Linked DNA regions of Sus scrofa: region 1 is linked to region 2. A link is a contact called in public Hi-C data. All regions are on one chromosome and are shown on one strand. Each heading gives the region's core, a stretch centred on a gene start, on an enhancer-like site or on the middle of the called end of the contact. The rest is flanking DNA. Distances are from core to core; before and after follow the strand shown.

Evidence for each region. Hi-C and Micro-C count contacts between places; a contact is called where the count stands out from the background.
Region 1: a Hi-C map of alveolar macrophages shows a contact between it and region 2, with 2.1 times the contacts expected there. The contact joins two enhancer-like sites. A contact is called at or near these places in 12 of 47 Hi-C or Micro-C datasets (alveolar macrophages, blood, embryonic fibroblasts and 3 more).

The regions. Positions count from the first base shown.
Region 1 is chr5:59,757,774-59,760,473 of Sscrofa11.1, forward strand. The region is part of intron 2 of GPR19 (probable G-protein coupled receptor 19); the gene reads left to right. Among named protein-coding and RNA genes, the nearest start is that of GPR19, 9.3 kb to the left of the region's middle. Within about 2 kb of position 1,293, at least 11 of the 83 cell types and tissues checked have an H3K27ac peak or open chromatin away from gene starts, as enhancers often do. A contact at or near this core is called in alveolar macrophages, where this site is marked.
Region 2 is chr5:59,715,685-59,718,384 of Sscrofa11.1, forward strand. All of the region lies in intron 1 of LOC110260737 (a long non-coding RNA gene), which reads right to left. Among named protein-coding and RNA genes, the nearest start is that of CDKN1B, 19 kb to the right of the region's middle. Within about 2 kb of position 1,282, at least 6 of the 83 cell types and tissues checked have an H3K27ac peak or open chromatin away from gene starts, as enhancers often do. A contact at or near this core is called in alveolar macrophages, where this site is marked.

The DNA.
Region 1 (2,700 bases), core at 43-2,542, 42 kb after region 2:
GGTATTGTGGCTGTTAGCAGGCTCACGAGTGAAGAGTTCATGCAATTTTAAAAACACAGACACACACACTCTGATGCCAGCATTTTGTCTGTCAGAAAGTTCCTCCCTATCCTTGTCCTTTCTCTTTATAAAATTTGCTACACTTGTTAGAGAGTGTTGACAGGGTAATACAGGTATCTTCTCTATCTCATTGCCTACCGCTGTTTGAATCCACTCTATACCAGATTAAGCCGAGTCAGACTCTGCCTCCTAAGAATTTAGATCAGAACTTTGAGAGACTGGGTCATATGTTTTCTCTCCCCCCTTATTGAAGTATGATTGACTAATAAAAATTATATATATTTAAGGTGTACAGTGTGATGTTTGATAAATGTATACATTGTGAAATGATGACCACAACCAAGACAATTAACACCTCATGTCACTTAGTTACCATTTTTGTGTGTGTGGTGAGAATGCTTGAAATATCTCAGCAGAGTAAAGTATGCATCATTATTAACTATAGTCACCAGTGCTGTATGTACATTAGGTCTCCAGAACTTATTTATCCCATAATTAAAAGTTGTATCCTTTGACCAGTATCTCTCTGTTTTCCCCAATCCTCCAGCTCTGGTAACCACCATTCTACTCACTGATACTTTGAATTCAACTATTTTACATTCCGCATATAAGTGAGATAGATCATGAAGCATTTGTCTTTCTCTGTCTGGCTTATTTTACTTAATATCCCCCGTGTTCATCCATGTTGTCACAAATGGCAGGATTTCCTTCTTTTTAAAGGCAGAATAATACTCCATTGAGTGGTTGTGTGTGGTGTATTTGTGTATCACGTTTTCTTTATCTTCTCATCCATCAACAGACACCATCTCTTGGCTACTATGAATGGTGCTTTGGTGAACATGGGAGTATAGATATCTCTTCGAGACAATGATTTCATTTCCTTTAGCTCTATACCCAGAGGTGGGATTGCTGGATCATATGATGGTTCTATTTTTAATTGAGACTTGGTCATTTAGGTAAGAGCATTGAACTTGTAAGGTGTCATGTAAGTTTCAGAGCCAATGCCACTGTTTGGGGGCCAGTAATCAGAGGGAGCTGCTCTCAAAAGAGAAGCAGATCAATGCAGCTAATTGAAGGAGGGTGACTAGGAAACAGTAGGTCCTGGAGCCTCAGAGAGAAAGAGCCGGATTCAGTGGATACTTGGCCCTGACAGCTTTCTCTCCCTTAACTTCAGTCCCATCTTGGGTCTAACTGCCACTTCCTGTTTTTGAGTTCCCTGCAGTTTCTTCTGAGTCTGTAATATATCCACCTCCTCCTTAGTGGCTTTCTTTTTTCCCCTTAGACAACACTACAGTGTGGCTAGTTGTGTTCTCCCCTTCCTCATGTTCTTGGCCTAATAAGAAACCACATACTTTCCAGAATAGGAACACACACATACGCAGCAGGGACACTTTCTAACTCACTACAGTTTGAGTATGCCTAGAAAATGTAGGTCTCTTACTGATTTCTGGAGTTTTCACCCATGTATAAGCTGTCTATTACTGTGTAGCAAAATTCCCCCAAACTTAGGAACTCAATAATAAACAGTTCTCATTTCTGTGGGTCAGGACTTTGAGAGCAGTTTAGCTGGGCATTCCTGGCCTGGGACTCACAAAGTTTCAGTCAGCATTGTCTGGACTGTAGTCCCGTGTCTAGGGCTGGAGGATCTGCTGCCAAGGCAGCTTGCCTCCCTGGTTGCTAGTTGGTGCTGGTTGATGAGAGGCCTGCGTTTTCCATATATGAACCTCTTCACAAGACAGCTTTCCTGTCCTTGTAACATTGTGGCAGGCTTTCCCCAGAATGAGTAATCCAATGATCCAAGAGGGAGAGACCCAGGTAGAAATTGTCCTTACTATGATCTAGCCTCGCAAGTTATAGAGAAACACTTCTGCCACGTTCTCCTCATTGGAAACAGGTAGTAAGTCTGACCCATATGGGATCTGGCCTTGCTGTGAGCTGTGGTGTAGGTCACACACGCAGCTGGGATCCGGGTTGCTGTGGCTGTGGTGTGGGCCAGCAGCTGCAGCTCCAATTTGAACCCTATCCTGGGAACTTCCATATGCCAGCCCTAAAAAGATACACACACACACAGCCTGACCTACATTCAAGGGAAGTAGTAGTAGGTGTCATATTTGAAGGGGGACATAGCAAAGAATTGGTGGACATATTTGATTATTTTATTTTTTTGCTTTTCAGGGCCACACCTGCAGCATATGGAGGTTCCCAGGCTAGGGGTCAAATCAGAGCTATAGCTGCTGGCCTATACCGCAGCCACAGCAACGCAGGATCCGAGCCATGTTTGCGACCTATACCACAGCTCAGGGCCACACCAGATCCTTAACCCACTGAGCGAGGCCAGGGATCAAACCCGCAACTTCATGGTTCCTAGTTGGATTTGTTTCTGCTGTGCCACAATGGGAACTCCTGGTGGACATATTTTAAAACCACAACTGTTAAATTATAGGAAAAAAAGTGTCCAATTCAGTTTCAAATATAGTTCAATTTCATTACTTAAATGGTTCCTTATAACTCTCCTTTGGATGAAAATGTTTCATCCTTCATGATGCCTCCCAAGGAGGTCCTGTCATCTGAAGATAACATCCATTTGTATGGGGCTGAGGAGTAATGTATACATCTTTGTGGAACTGGCGAGAGACAGAG
Region 2 (2,700 bases), core at 32-2,531:
GTATTATGCTGAGGGAGAGATTTCAAATAAGTACAAGGCAATGTCTAACAAATGGAAACTTAAGGCATCCATGAAAAATACTCAACACTATCAAGCAGCATAGAAATGCCAAGGTCAGGAGGCATTTTAGAGAAGAATAAAAGCCTACAAATGTCTTTTGGTAAATCTGTGAGTCAAGTGATTTGTTAGTGCCCTAATAAGGCATAAACAGAAGAAATAAGGTGAGTAGAAGAAAGTTTACCCAGGACTGGTCAAGAGAAGCTGCCTCGTGGCCATGCTGATGGGCCTGGGTTCTCTGTGTGCAGCAGAGAGGAGTGGGGGCCTTAGAAAAGCAGGTGAAATGTTGTTCCCATTGTGGTTCTGTGGGTTAAGGACGGGACAGAGTCTCCATGAGGATGCAAGTTCGATCCCTGGCCTCACTTAGTGGGTTAAAGATCCAGCATTGCCACATGCTGCAGTGTGGGTCACAGGCTCTGATCTCGCATTGCTGTGGCTGTAGCATAGGCCAGCAGCTGCAACTCCCTTTTGACCCCTAGTCTGGGAATTTCCATATGCTGAGGGTGCAGCCAAAAAAGACCAAAAAAAAAAAAAAAATTGTAGAGAGGAAAAGCAAGAAACAGAATTAGCATGTCCCAGGTGTCACCCAGAGCCTGACACTTATTGTTGACAAACAAAAAGTCTCACAGATACATTCCCCTTTCTCCTCCCATGTAACCACCGCTTCGGTTCTGCAGCCTCAGGTCTCCCATTCACCAAATCGTCTATTCCCACGGTGCCTGTTCCAGAATCCATCACTAGATGCTAATGGGATTCACAGCTCTTCTTGAGTACCTAACCCAAGCCTGGGGCCCAGGCTTCACCAGCCAGGTGAAGATACGCTAGAGATAAGGGTTTTGTTCCCTCCTTCTCACTTTCCATCAGGAGCTCTTTCTTTTGAGCAAAGATTTGCTGTATTTTATTTTGCTGGCAGAGAGGAGGAAGGGAGGTGGAGGGCAAAAGATAGAAAGGAAACAAAGGAGCTAAGATGCAGTAGGTATTTGGGGGCTGGTTTTGGCTGGAGCTGATTCTTAGAGCTATTGTGTTTGAGAAATATGAAAGACTACCACCAAAGACTGAAACAGAAACACCTGTGATTGGGGCTGGGCATTACAGGTCCCCTAGACCAGTTCCAAAAGAATCTGAGTTGTTAGCTGAAATGATGAACAAACTGTGAACGATCCGTTTGCCCACACCAGTAAAAACTTAAGGGAAGCACATCAACTCTTAATCGCTATACAGGTTTAGCCAGCAGAGGGCGCCCTCTTACTAATCTTCAATTAAAAAATCCTCGCGGGTTGTCCGTTTTTACTACCTCTCTTTTGAAGTCTCTTTCCAAAACCAAATATGTAAATAATGAATCCTTTAGCCAGAGTATTTGCGAACATTGAATCCAGCTGTTCAGTTTTTTGAAGAAAATGTTTCCATATTCACTCCTGAGTTGTTCTTAGCTTAGAAACTTCACACCACCTGAACTCGCCAAGGGCAAAATATGGACTGGGCCTTAAAAAACACAAGCAACCAGTTCCTTCTGACAATGAAGACAATACTAGCTGACCCCAGGGTAGCTGGGGAGAGAGGGAATTGGTCCTCGGAGTTAGCATAGGACTTGCCTGGGTGCTCCTTCCAAACCTGAAATCAATCAGTTATGATCAGCATCTGCTCTCACAGTCCAAAGACCTCACATCCCTTTCACTTACTAAGGGCTAAGTTTTAAAACTTCCTTTTTCTTTTTTTTTCACACGGCCGCACCTGTGGCATATGGATGTTTCCAGGCGAGGGGTCCAATCAGAGCTGGAGCTGCTGGCCTCCACCACAGCCCCAGCAATGCTGGATCTGAGTGACATCTGCAATGCTGAAGCTTGTGACGACACCAGATCCTTAACCCACTGAGCAAGGCCAGGGATAGAACCAGCATCATCATGGAGACTGTCTCAGGTTCTTAACCTGCTGAGCCACAATGGGAACTCCCTTAAAACATGTTTTATATTGTGTATGTTGAGCAGCATGGCAAAGAAATTCAAAGGTGTGAGTCTGGACTTTCTTTCCCACACCTTATCTGAAGGATCCCAGTGTAAGACTAGGGATTTTGACAAGTCAGAATGGCCATCATTCATAAATCCACAAATAACAAGTGCTGGAGGGGCTGTGGAGAAAAGGGAACCCTCCTGCACTGTTGGTGGGAATGTAAACTGGTACAGCCACTATGGAGAACAGTTTGGAGATACCTTAGAAATCTATACATAGACCTTCCATATGACCCTGCAATCCCACTCTTGGGCATCTATCCGGACAAAGCTCTACTTAAAAGAGACACATGCACCCGCATGTTCATTGCAGCACTATTCACAATAGCCAGGACATGGAAACAATCCAAATGTCCATCGACAGAGGATTGGATTCGGAAGATGTGGTATATATACACGATGGAATACTACTCAGCCATAAAAAAGGATGACATCATGCCATTTGCAGCAACATGGATGGAACTAGAGAATCTCATACTGAGTGAAATGAGCCAGAAAGACAAAGACAAATACCATATGATATCACTTATAACTGGAATCTAATATCCAGCACAAATGAACATCTCCTCAGAAAAGAAAATCATGGACTTGGAGAAGAGACTTGTGGCTGCCTGATGGGAGGGGGAGGGAGTGGAAG